2 separate regions of the Rattus norvegicus genome follow, and region 2 is linked to region 1. Evidence: chromatin contacts called from public Hi-C data. All regions are on one chromosome and are shown on one strand. The core of a region is the stretch at or near the end of the contact, and the rest is flanking DNA. Distances in the headings are between cores, read along the strand shown. Region 1 has its middle 29 kb from the start of Taf8. Region 2 holds the start of Mrps10 (mitochondrial ribosomal protein S10).

The links. A called contact is a pair of places that touch in the nucleus more often than the background predicts.
Region 2: a Hi-C map of hepatocytes shows a contact between it and region 1, with 2.5 times the contacts expected there. The contact joins the promoter of Mrps10 here to the enhancer-like site in region 1. A contact is called at or near these places in 8 of 12 Hi-C or Micro-C datasets (the A7r5 cell line, the Rat2 cell line, Schwann cells and 5 more) and 1 of 1 datasets of contacts at active chromatin or transcription factors (oligodendrocytes).

What each region holds. Positions count from the first base shown.
Region 1 is chr9:21,015,182-21,021,816 of GRCr8, reverse strand. No RefSeq gene overlaps it. Among named protein-coding and RNA genes, the nearest start is that of Taf8, 29 kb to the right of the region's middle. Within about 2 kb of position 2,481, at least 11 of the 93 cell types and tissues checked have an H3K27ac peak or open chromatin away from gene starts, as enhancers often do. A contact at or near this core is called in hepatocytes and liver, where this site is marked.
Region 2 is chr9:21,120,085-21,126,719 of GRCr8, reverse strand. Mrps10 (mitochondrial ribosomal protein S10) reads left to right here and starts at 4,267. Exons shown (of 7, transcript NM_001389252.2): 1 at 4,267-4,347. The coding sequence starts at 4,300.

The DNA.
Region 1 (6,635 bases), core at 1,232-3,731:
AATGCTGAGGAACGGACACAGCCTGGTGTTCCTTCTGGGACAGCCCTGACAGCGGGTCTGTGTCCTGAGCAGTAGTCTAAAGCCTGGTGTGGTGGTACAGACCTAGAATCCCAGCACTGAGGAAGTGCAGGCAGGTCCGTACAGTCTTTACAATACTGGCTACGTGAGACCCCCCACCTCAAACTGAAACAAACAAGAGCCACAGGAATTGGGAACGGAAATAAAAATAATTACAGTTTAGAAGAGGCAAGAAGGGTTGGGGATTTAGCTCAGTGGTAGCAAGGCCCTGGGTTCGATCCCCAGCTCCGGGAAAAAAAAAAAAAAAAGAAGAGGCAAGAAGTCAGAATAGGCACAGAGCTCACAGCGGCTGTGGGCTGGGCCAGCAGGTAAAGCGCTTGCCTGCAGCATAAGGACTTGCACTCAGCCCTGGGGAGGAGCAATGCCCCCTCCACGCCCTCCGTGAAGCGCTTGCCTTAGCACAGTCCCCAGAGCACACATTAAAATTCTATGCTTGGTGCCTGCTTGTAATCCTGGTGCCGAGACAGGGGGATCTGGCCACACAGCCTAGCCCTAACTTTTAAGACCCAGGCCGGTGAGGGAACCTGTCTCAAGGTAGACCTTCCTGAGGTTATACCTGAGGCTGTCCTCCAGATTTCATACACACATGCCGATAAAAAGGGACACACAAGCCAGGCGTGGTGGTGCACACCTTTAATCCCAGCACTCGGAGAAAGAGGCATGTGGGTCTCTGTGAGTTCAAGGCTAACCTCGTCTACATAGCAAATTCCAGGATAAACAGGACTGTATTTAAACAAACAAAACAAAAAAAGAGCACACAGAAATGTTAACTATATCCTGGTGAGATGACCCAGGGGTAAAGCAAATTTGCTGGTGTGGCAACCTAAGTTCAGACCCGGGGATCCGAGTCGTGGGAGGTGAGAACTGACTCCAGCAAGTTGAGAACTGACTCCAGCAAGTTGTCCTCTGGCTTCTACATGTTTTTCCCTACTTACATGCACAAAATAAATTAACACACAAGAGGCTGGTTATGGTGGTGCAGGCACATGCCTTTGATCCCAGCACCTGGGAGGCGGAGGCAGGAAGCTCTCTGAGTTCAAGGCTAGCCTGGGCTACATAGCGAGACTGTCTCATTAATGATAACAAGAAAAAGACTGGAGATGTGGTTTAGTGGAAGAGCGCATTGGTTTCCATCTCTAGCAAGCTAGGAAAGTGAGACAGGAGGATCACCATGAGTTCAAGGCCGGTCTGGGATACATAGAGATACATTAAAAAACAAAACAAAACAAAAAAAACCTATAAGATGCAATAGGGATGGAACCCCATGTGGTGTTGCTGGGGTGCAGAAAACATTGGCCTCCACCTGAACCGCAATCCTCTTACATTATGGTTGGCTCAACAGTTTCAGTAAAGCCGTCTTCCCCAAACCCCTGACCTGCTGGGCATGCTCTGCCAAGCTGTTTCTGACCATCCCACCTCCTCCACCTTAGTTTTCTTTAGAAGGAGAAACTGAATCATAGAGGTCATCTCAGGACGTGTTGGAGAAGCAAATACATTTTCTCCATGGAGATTTTGGGGGGAGTCTTGGGGTGATGAAGCCAACAGGCCAGGTTTCTGGTCTCTCAATCCTTCAGGGTCTGTCCCGTCTCTATGGTCCTTCCATATCTGGCCTCTTGCCACACATCTGATTTGCCACTGAACGTCTCCCTTCATAAAGCACTGGAAGTGTAGCAGGAGGACATGGAGGCAAACCCAGGATAAGGACCCCACGTTTGCTGCTTTTTTCCCCCTCTGGGCAAGGTCTCATGTTGCCCAGACTGGCTACAAATTGCTGTGTGGCAAGAGTGGCTTTGGACTTTCAAATCCTGCCTCCACCTTCCAGAGTGCTGGACGCCACCATGCTGGGCTCTAAAGTTCTATTTATTTCTTTTAATTTTGTAGTACTGAGGTCTGAACCCAGGGCCCCCTGCATGCCTAGGGATACACTCTAGCATTGAGCTGTACCCCCTGCTGCCCCTCCTAACGCTGTGTCCTTGCGTTTTCACTCGCTGGTCTGAAAATGGCAGGTCTGGACTTCAGGTGTGTGAGTCTGATCCTTTGTTGGTTCCATGCCTGAGTTCTTGAGTTTCCCATCACAGGGATAGCCATTCCTACGCGTTATCCTGGCCCTCACACTTGCCCCATCCATGGACTTCAGGGTGAAAACTCCCGATGTGGCAGCCGGAACTACCAACACTTACATAACCCTGGCTGTTTGGAAAGTTGGCTCAGCCTGGTTGCTTAGGACAGTCCTCTAACATTTACTGGGGTGTTAGACTCCTGTTTGCATTTCAGTGATGAGGAAATCAAGCCTCCAACGCAGGAATCATGTTGCTCCAAATAGCCGACCTGACTCACACCCTGGCCGTGTTTCGTCGCAGCTGCCTGTGTTCGAGCTATGACCATTCCGTGACTCGGGCTTTTCCAAGGGCGCCAACCCACATACCTTCCATTCGCCCGGCAGGGTGGGATCAGGACGCAGACGGGGGAAGCCGCTCCATGCTAACAAGTGAGCAGCTGAGGGTGATGCTTGTGTGCCAGGTCTGGTTGGCCACACCTTAGTTGTGACCTCAGACCCAGTGAGCCAGCCTGGCCTAAAGCAGCAAGGGCGGGCGGGTCCAAAGGATGGTTGTGTTTGGAGGCCAGGGCCTGGCATCCCTGAGGAACAAGCTGCTTCTGAGTCAGACTCAAGAGAGGAAGCTTCCCTCAGCAGAAGAGATGGACCCCGCATCTGCCTCTGCCCGCCCCCTTCAGACATGGTTTTTTTATAACCCAGGCTGGACACGAGCTTGCTATGAAGCAGGGGACAGCCTCGAACTCCCAATCCTCCTGCCTCAACCTCCTGGATGCCAAATGCTGTTTTATTGACTTATTGTTCATTCTTGTGGCACTGGGTATTAAACCCAGTGGTTCAGGTAATTTTGGAGCCAAGGGGGTGAGGGCTGAGCTGCCAAGCAAGCCAGTCCTGACCTGCCAACCGCACCTGCCTACTCTCTGACACGGTGGCCCCTTTCATCGCTACAGCTCAAGGGTGGGGCCGGCTTCCCACCATTAGTCAGCTAGCCTGGATGGGTTGATCCGGTTGTACCTCCTTGCAAAGCCCTGGGCGGCCAGGCACTGTGGAATTGCTTTGGGACCTGTTAGCTGCCTTTTAACCAGGAAGGTGAGAGATGGCCCTGTGGGACAGGGGCTTGTGGTAGTACTGGGACTGCAGCTGTGCTGGGGAAGGAGGGTCGCCTCTCATGCTTGTCACATTCAAACACTTGACAGAGGTAAGTGACCTAACACCTAGTACTTGGCTGTTGTACTTTGGTGACTCTCTTGGGCACTTACTGCTTCTCTTGACATTCACTTGCACCTGATTTTCCAGGGTAGAGCGAAGGAGAGTGCATCCCCATCCGTGCATTCGCCCTGCTGTCCTAGCTGCCCCGGCAGCACTCCTGAATCAGCCAGCAGGGGGCGCTGTGCCCACCGCTGTCGGTACTTCCCCCAGCACAGATGAGGTTCTGAGTTCAGATTTAGACCCAAGGATTGTTGGTTGACCTGGCTTCTTGGGGTATGGGATGCACTGGAGTTCTCCTGAAAAATAAGCTCCTGAGACTTATTTATAACTGGTTCCCAGATATGGCAGGTACACATCTGAGAACTGTCTGCTCAGCTCTCTCAGCAGATAATCGCGTTCAGCTCCCTGTGAAAAACTACAGTCCCCATGGTGCAAATGACCATCCCAGGCCACACAGCTGGACCACCTCCAGATCTGCCCTCTGTCTCCAAGGCAGTGTGGTGTGTGTGGTTGCGCCTGCACCTGTCCAGATTCTTGTTCCAAGAGAGACAGAAGAGGGAAGGGGAGGTGGCTTGGGAACAGCCAGGAACATGGCAGCCGATAGACTGAGAGTAACTCCCTGGCATCTACAATGTGCAGAGGCATTTTCAATCCCAGAGGCATCAGCTTACAGGGTAGACTCTGCATGGACTGGCATCACATCCACACACCAGGGACACGCTTTGTGGTACTGGGGGTGGACACTGGGACTACGCTTGCTTGGTGCAGGAAAGTTCTCCATCACTGAACCACACCCCTAGCTTGAAGCCCTCAGACTTCTGGAGGCCAAGAGAAACACTCCAGAGGCCAGAAGCTTCCCTGCTGATTTCATGGGAGTCTCTCCCTTAAGGCACCGTCCCACCCAAGGCCACACCTCCCACTGTTGACCACTCTTTTCCCTCAGCCTGGAGGATCTTGGCATCTCTGCCCCCTACCCCCTTCTCCTCTCCTTCCCAGTATAGCCCTAGGGCACTTCCACAGAGCTCCTTTACACGTTAAGCCTTGATCTCCAGAGGGGCTGCTCTCACAGCAGTTGGCTCAGAACCAGGCATGATTACAGCCGCTTCCCTCACGCCCTTTCTCATGGTCTTCCTTATGACCCCAGGACATAAGCACCTTCATCACCAAATGGTGAAGAAATCTGACCCAAGGTTTCTTGCAACACACACACACACACACACACATACATACACACATACATATACATACACATATACACACACATACACATATACACACACACATACACACACATACATACACACATACACACACATACACATATATACACACATACATACACACACATGCACACACACATACATACACACATATACATACACACACACACACACACACACACACACACACACACACCTCACAGACATATGCACACAGACATTTTACCAGCCTTGTATACATAGCAAGAGTTCTAGGCTACACTGTGAGACTCTATCTGAAAAGTAAGTACAATAAGACACCAGACAGAGCTGGCATGAGCAGAACCAGGATTCCTGTGGGAAAAGTCAAGCTTTGGGCATTGAAGGCTTTGAAAACTTCCCCAGGAACATTCAGAGGATGTAAGTGTTCTGGGTGAGGAAGGCATGCTCTGGCCTGCAGGAGGACTCTGCTGACTGAACTTCACTTCCAGCAGTGTCTCCTTGGCACCTGGACATCGCCCTGGGGTTAGACTTAAGTTCAGTGCTCCTTGTCTAGGGTTGACTTTGGTCCCCAGCAGGGCAGTGGCAATGTCTGGAGACACGGTTTTGCTGACACTTGGAGGAGAAGCCTACCAGCCTTCTCTAGGCGGAGGCTAGGGATGCTAATATTAGGTCGAGCTAATATTAGCACACAGGGCCGTTCCCCAGAATTGAGCCCCAAACATCAGCAGCATTGAGGATGAGAAACCCTACACTTTGGACTGGAGAAATGGCTCAGTGGGTAAAGGTGCTTGCCACCAAACCTGCTAACCCAGGCTATGCTAGAACGACAGCAGCTGAGGATGACGCTGAATTTCTGCCTCCGCCTTCCAAGCTCTGGGATTAGACACGTGATAGCACACCAGTTTATGCACTGCTGAGGATTAAACCCTGGCCCTTGTTCATGCAAAGGAAGAATTCTACTAACTAAATTATACCTTCAGTACACTTTTAAAAAAAATAAATAAAAGATTTATTTTATGTGTTTGTGTTGCCTGCTTTTGTGTGTACGCGTGCACATGCATGCAGTACCTGAGTTGACCAGAAGAGGGCGTTCGATCTTCTGGAATGTGAATTCAGGATGGTTTTGAGCCATCGTGTGGACGCTGAGAACCTTACAGCCCAGGGATCCACCTGCCTCTACCTCCCTCGTGCTGGGGCTAAAGTTGTGCTAATGCAGATCTTGCACTACAGACAATTTTTCTACCTTAGCTTCCAGAGTGCTGGGATTATAGGAGCGAGTATCACACTTGGCTTCCCCAGTAAACCTCCTATGTTAATTCAGCATGGCTCGAGGTGTCTGGGAGACTCTAGCACACCCACGTCTTATCCCGCAGCCCCCACCCTCACCCCGACTCCCACAACTCTTCCCTCAACACCAGCTGGCAACCCAGTATTTATTTCCACGTGGCCATCTGACGTTACCTGACGTCTGACAACTGCCCAGGTGAACTGAGTCCCATCTAGCTAAGCCTGCTCCCACTTGGGACCTTTACCCCAAAGTTATTTTCCCAGTCTAGATTCAAATGTCCCCCTCCTGGAGCCCACAAGCCTTCCTTAAACACCCCATAAAAAGCATTTACCTTGTTCATGCATACTGTAGTCTCAACACCCTCCTTTATGGTTTTTTCCTTAGCATTTTCCACCATCTGATAATGCCCTGCATTTATTTATGTATTCCAAGCCTGCTCCTGACTTCCATGCTGAGTTATTCACCACCATCGTCCACAGGCTTGCTTTGTGTGCTTCCTTGCTTTAACAGCAGTTTGACACAAACTCTTGTTGCATAACTCTGGCTGATTGATAGTGTGTATCCCAGGTTGCTCTCAAATTTGGCAGTTTGAAAAATCCTCCTGCCTCAGTTTCTTGGGTGTGGTAATTAAAGGTGTGCACCCTCAAGCTTGACTCTATTTTTCTTTCTTTCATTAGGTTTTTATTGGGGGGTGAGGGCGGGGAAGTCTTCCTATAGTCCAGGCAACTGAGGCAATCCTCCTGCCTCGGACTCTGGAATGTTGGTGTGACAGGTATATTTAACCAACACAGGCTCTGGACTCTAA
Region 2 (6,635 bases), core at 3,018-5,517, 100 kb before region 1:
ATATGGGAGGACACAGGCATCTGTCATGCAGAGGTCAGCCCCACCCGCCCCCAGCCTGCTCTGGGCAGCGACCCAAACTCTTCTTGAAACCCTGAGTGTGGAGCCCACCAAGATGACCTGAGTAAAGGAGACCTGAGTTCAGTTCTGCAGAACGCACGTGGCAGAAGGAGAGAAACAATTCTAAAAGTTTTCTGTGCTTTGACTCACACACACAAACATAAAATTAATAAATAGAATATGCTGGGGGGAGAGGGAACATCAATCTAGTTAGTGTCTTCCGGTGTCAAAACTCCAGGATCATTGGGGCTGGGAGGAGTTACTTTGGAACAAGTAAACCATGTGTGTGTGTGCTAAGCCTAGAGTGTCATGTGTGCACTGACTTCTTGCAACATGCAGTACAAGTGTGTGTGTGTGTGTGTGTGTGACACAGACTATGAAAGTGACTGACCTCTGTCACCCCGATCTCCTGCCGGCTAACCCTGCCTTTTTCCTTTAGAATGTGTGCCAGGTAGCTGAATGTCAACTTGACAACAAGATGTGATGGCTCCTCCTGGTTGTCAACTTGACTACACTGGGACTGAACTACAATCCAGATAATGGAGAGCACACCTGTAATCCAAATCTTGAGGCTGGAAGACACAGGCTTCTGACCCAGATCTTGCCGTGGGATGACACACACTTTTGATCCAGATCTTGAGGCACTGTGGCCATGAAAAGCTTAGGCCCAGGCAAGATAGTATATGCCTTTGATCCCGGGAGGCAGAGGCAAGTCAATTTGTGAGTTCAAGGCCAGCCTGGGAATGGGCAAGATCCAAGTAAACAACGGCTTAGGTCTAGGCGTGTTGGTGCACACCTTTAATCTGGCCCATACCTGCTGCTGGAGGCCTACACAAGGACAATGGAAGAAGGAAGGCTCAAGCTTCACCTGCTGTGCTTACTTGCCAGCACAGCTGCTGGAACCTAGTTCTTCCGGATTCCAGCTTATACAGAAGACCCGCTGAAACACCCAGAGCAACTATTAGATTCTTGAACTTCCGATTCACAGCTGCCCATTGTTGGGTTAGTTGGACTGCAGACTGTAAGTCGTTACAACAAATTCCCTTAATATAAAGAGACATCCCATAAGTTCTGTGACTCTAGAGAATCCTGCCTGATACAACCATCATCTGAGAGGAGGGAGCCTCAGCTGAGAAAAATGCCTCCATACCAGCAGGCTGTAAACAAGCCTGTAGGGCGTTTTCTTAATTAGTGACCCCTGGGCTGGTGGTCCCGGGTTCTAGAAAGCAGGCTGAAGAACCAGGACAAGCCAGTATGCATACATCCTGCCAGGCGTCATGGCCTCTGCATCAGCTCCTGCCCCCAGGTTCTGCCCTGCCTGAGTTCCTGCCCTGACTTCCTTCGATGATGACGATGAACCGTGATATGGAAGTGAAAGCTGAATAAACTCTTTTTTTTCCAAAGTTGCTTTGATCATGGTGTTCATCGCGGCAATATAAACCCCAAGACTCTAACTTCTGCACTCGCACCTGAGGCATTACCCTGAAATACAGTTTTATAACTCATAATGACTTAGGAGAGGAAAACAAGGGGTTCTGAGAAAACCATAGCATTCGAGCATAGACGCAGAGAAATCTGATGAAGCAAAGGCAGCTCTGGTGGCCACACGCCATCCTGAAAGAGCTGAATCTCAGCTGAGAGAATCTACCAAGACAAAAGTCAAGGCCTCCAAGAAGAGGACATTTAGTCGTTAAGGCTGTTTAGAGCACATCTCTCTGGTTCAGCATGCCACTGAGTCGATAAAAACAAGTCAATCAAACTTTCTTTGTGAAGTGGGGTGGGCAGGAGGGTACCTTTAGTCTCCTCATCCAAAGGAGACATTGAATGCTGAACATGAATCCGTCATAGACAGAACCAGCCCACTGCACAGTTGAGCAGTCCCAGAGCTAGGATTGTGAAGGCTGTTACGGGTTCAGCTGTAGCTCACCATTTGACCTTGGCCAAGTCAACCCGACTCTGAACGTCACCTTACAGTTAAGATACAGTTACCTCTGTGAGCATGAGATTGGGTCATTTCCTAGCTGAAGTGCTGCTATCTTTACGAGTGCAGCAGACTCCCCTGAGCTGAGACCATCCAGAAGGACTGGAGGCTGAGTGAGGAGCCATCGTCAAGGTACCACGTGGAAAGATGGATGCAAAGTTTAGAAGTAGCAAAGAGATGAAGGTTGGGGCACTCTCGGAACGGACCACTGGCTGAGAGGGATAACTCTGAATGTCATGATTTAGAGAGAGCCTAATTCTGAGGAAGCCTCTGGGGTGCCTGCGCAGGTAGGGCATAGCCAAGTCCAGCCATGTACTAATGAAGATTCTGTTTCCACATAGAGACCACATAGAGGCCAGCCTGAGGGGCAGGAAAGTAGTCCGTACTCACAGGCCTTCCATCAGTTTGTACCATCTGGACCAAATCATTCTTCGCTTAATTCTCTGGCCTGCCAAATAAGACGACTAGTGTCTGCCAAATAAGATGACTAGGTAGACACTAGTCATCATGCAACTTTACGTTGGCATGATGCTTTATTGAGATGTAAGACTCTCAGAGAGAATCTTCCCTCAGGAGGGAGATCCTCAAGCCCAATGACCAGTCCGAGTCCACAGGCTGCAATCAGCAAGAGGATTTTTATTGATCAGGATACACAGGTATCTGTGGGCGTCCCAGTCAATTTGGAAGACTGGCGCGCCTAGCAGAACCAGGGATGGGTTTTTATAGTGTATTGGGAGCAGAAGCAGGCTTACAGAAGCAGATGCATGGTTACAGGGATGTGATTGGTGGAGTAAATGAGGCATACGTGTATGTTACCTATTTTGGCTATAATCATAACAGTGAGTTAGCAAAAAGTACATGGTAGTCAGGGCTTCCGGGGGGTCAGGGACTTTTTCTTTTTCCTGTCAGGTGGCCCATGGAGCAGTGCCCATAATTTAGTCTGGTTTCTGCATTTTGTTTTCTTTTCTGGTCTGTTTCGTCTAAATGATGGGTCAGCTTGTCCCACATATCTAAAAACTTACTTTTTATTTCTATAGTTGAGGGCCTTGGGCTTGTACAATTCCCTTTCTGGGAGGGGGTCTTTCAGAGATACTGTATCAGCTGGGTTTGTGTGTCAAGTTGACACAAGCTGGAGTCATTGGAGAGGAAGGCGCCTCAGTGGAAGATGTGTCTCCATGAGATCCAACTGTAAGGCATGTTCTCAATTGGTGATCTATGGGGGAAGGTCCAGGCAACTGTGGGTGCTGTCATCCCTAGGCTAGTGGTCCTGGGTTCTATAAGCAGGCCGACTGAGCAAGCCATGGGAAGCAAGCCAGTAAGCAGGAGCCCTCCATTGGCATCTGCATCAGCTCCTGCTCCCAGGTTCCAGCCCTGCTTAAGTTCCTGTCCTGACTTCCTCCAATGATATACTATGATCTGGAAGTGTAACTAAATAAACCCTTTTCTCGCCAGCTTGCTTTTTGGTTATGGTGTTTTGTCACAGCAATGGAAACCCTAACTAAGGTAGATACTTTGTATCGTCCTCATTAAATTGATCCTTATCCATTTTCCCAATAACCTTTTAAGAGCCAGGATGTAGAAGAGATGCCACAAATTCAGGATGAGTTTATCATATAGCATTTAATCTCATTTAATCCTCTACTGCTTTGTCCTCCTCTCTACTTGGCAAATGGAAAAAAAAAAATGGGTTCAGAGTATGGAAGAAAGTTGATCAAGTCACCCACCTAAACAGAAACCAGAGCTCCTAAGTGTGGAGCTTCCATTACGTTAAATGCATGGGAAGGCATTTTGAAAAACACAATTTAGAAATATCCATTAACAAGCCTGGCATTCCGACGGTGTGAACAAAGTTTAACAACAAAATGGCTTCTGCAATAAGGTAAAATGTTAGAATTTGGACTCAGTAGTAACAGCAAATTCCTTTCCAAGTATGCGTTTTGTTGTGTGCGTCTCAAAGCAAACAAACAAGAAACACCCACGACAAATATAATTAGGCTATATAGCATATAGATAGAACCTGGCAGTTTATCCAGACGGCGAAAGCGACGCATCCACTCAAAAACTTAAATGAATGCGTGAATAATAAACAAGTAAATAAATAATAAAGTAGAAATTTAAATTAAAAAAACAAAATCAAGGGGCCACGTCTCTATGGTTGTTTCAGTGCCGGAACACAGGAGACACTCTCTCTTTTTCGAACTCTATGGTTCGAGGGCACGGCTGTGATCCCGGAAGCGATCGTGGGAGGTCAGGGCACCAAGATGGCGGCGCGCGCAGCGTGTGTGGCTGTCTGCCGGCGCCTGCAGCAGGTAAAGGGGTGGTCGGGAAACCCTGGCGGCCGAAGGCGCCGTCGCCGAGTCCCGCTGCTACCCTCTACCCGGCCGGCTCGGAGTGTTCCTCCATAGTTTTTATTAGGAAGGGACAAGATAAGGGCTGATTTTTTTTCCCCCGAGAGACTCAAATTGACAAGATAGGAACTAGAACTATAGAATGTCAGAGCGGGAAAGATGAGAAAAATATGTCCAGAAGCCCTCCCTTCACGTTAGAAAGGGCAGTGAGAACCTTGAGCTTAGAGAAGACAGGAATACTCGGATACTTAGGTGCTGAGCCGGAGCTGGACTCAGAAAGCTCGCGTGGAGTTACATTGAGAGGTCCTCCTCGCCTTCAGGGGTTGGAGAGATTGACTCGAAGGGCCCCAGGAATGGGTTAGATCTCCCTCAAGAGGTTCTTTGAAGAAGGAAAACTTGCCTGATGTTGCACGGCGTGAATCACAGCACTGGGGAAAGGAGGCAGGCGGACTTCTGGGTTCGAAGACAGTCAGGCTACATGTTGAGATCCTGTCGCAAAATAAATAATTAAACAACAACAAAAACTAGGCGGTCTCAAGAACTTTGGCCTCGAGACCTTTGTGGTTTTTGAAAACAAAGCTCAGAACTGGACCTCTAATAGGATTACTTGTAAAGCACGAGGAAGATTGCCCACTAGCCTGGCCTGCAAATTGAGACCCTGTCTTCAAAATAAACGATTTTTTAAAAAGGAAGGGCTGAGACTAGCTCAGTTGCTAGAGACCTCAATGCCTAAAGCTGGCTCTGGGTTGGATCCACAGCAGCACATAACCCAGAGACGGCAGCCCACACCTGTCACACCAGCCCTTGAGAGGTCAAAGCAAGAGGATCAGAAGTTCAAAATCACTCTCAGCTACATACAGAGTTCAGAACCAGAGTGGGCTCCGTAAACTTGTGTCTACAAAAACGTTTATCCTTTATACTAGAGACTGAACCCAGGGCCTTGCGCACACCAGACAAAGGTCCTGCCACTGAACCCCATTCTTAGCCTTCTGTGGAACTCCAGTCCTCTGCAAGAACTGTGAGCGGTCACTTCAGCCTCTGTATCTTCCCAGGTTAAATTAGTTAACACTTTAGAAAGACTGCTTCCCAAAGCAAAAGCAAGTTTGATGGAGAGTAATGCCTCAGTATGCAGCCTCACGGCAGAAGCGGCTTTCTTATTTGTTTTTGCACACCATCTTTTATCATATAGTACAACTCATGCAGCTTTGTAAGACTCCACTGTACACCAGCCAGAGGATGGAAGCAGAAAAGCCTTGAGTAATTCTTAGTGAGTTTTGGTTTCAGGCTTTCTGAGAGTGTCTTAAGGATTCATGGGCAGTCCCAGCCCACACTTGTATAACCACTGATCCTAAGAAAAAGACATGAGAGCTAGAGAGGTGAGATAGCTCAGTGGTTAAGAGCACTTGCTGCACAACCATGAGGTCTGGGGTTCAGGTGACAGCACCAGGCTATCAAGAGGGTCACTCATGCCCCCCTGTGACCCAGCTCCAGGGGTTCACAGGAGGTCCAGTGAAGCTTTTTGGCTTCCAGAATAGCCAAGAAAATTTTGAGTCCTGGGAGCAGTGAGATCCTACCGTAAGCAGGTGCAGAGTGACAGAGAATGACAGCTTCTAGCCCCCAAACACTTGCACATACATGTACATGAATGTAGAAACACCATACAAATGTAGAATTTTTTTTTAAAAGAAAACTAGGATGCTAGAGAAGGAAGTGTTGCACTTGTGAGAAAAACTTTATCCAGCCAGATCTGTACACACCCAAGCCCTTAAAAAAGTTAAAGCTGCAGGCAGTGGTTCATAGCAAACCCTCGGGAGGCAGACTCCAGGCCATCCCCATCTCTCCAGTTGGAGGCCAGGTCGGAAGGCACGCAACCCCCACCTCAGAGTCAACAGACATTTCAGAATGTGACCAGGAAATGTGCTTCTTAGCATTTGGGTCGCTGGTGTCAGAGAGCTTACTGTCTGAGTGTGAGGGCCACGACGACACATGCTCTTACACTGAGCCTGGTGTCCTTGCTTGTAAGCCAAGTAAGGCTGGAAACGTGTGTCCCAGCATAAGAGCAAGGAAACAAGCGAGGTCTCTCTGTAATCCTGGCCGTTCTGGAACTTGCTCTGTAGACCAAGCTGGCCCCCAGCTCACAGATCCTCCCGCCTTGCAATGACAGGGTTAAAGGCGTTCATTACAGAGAACAGAGGCTGTTGTAACGTACCCGCTAGTTGTTTTAATTCCTCTACTTGTGCCTCCCTGTT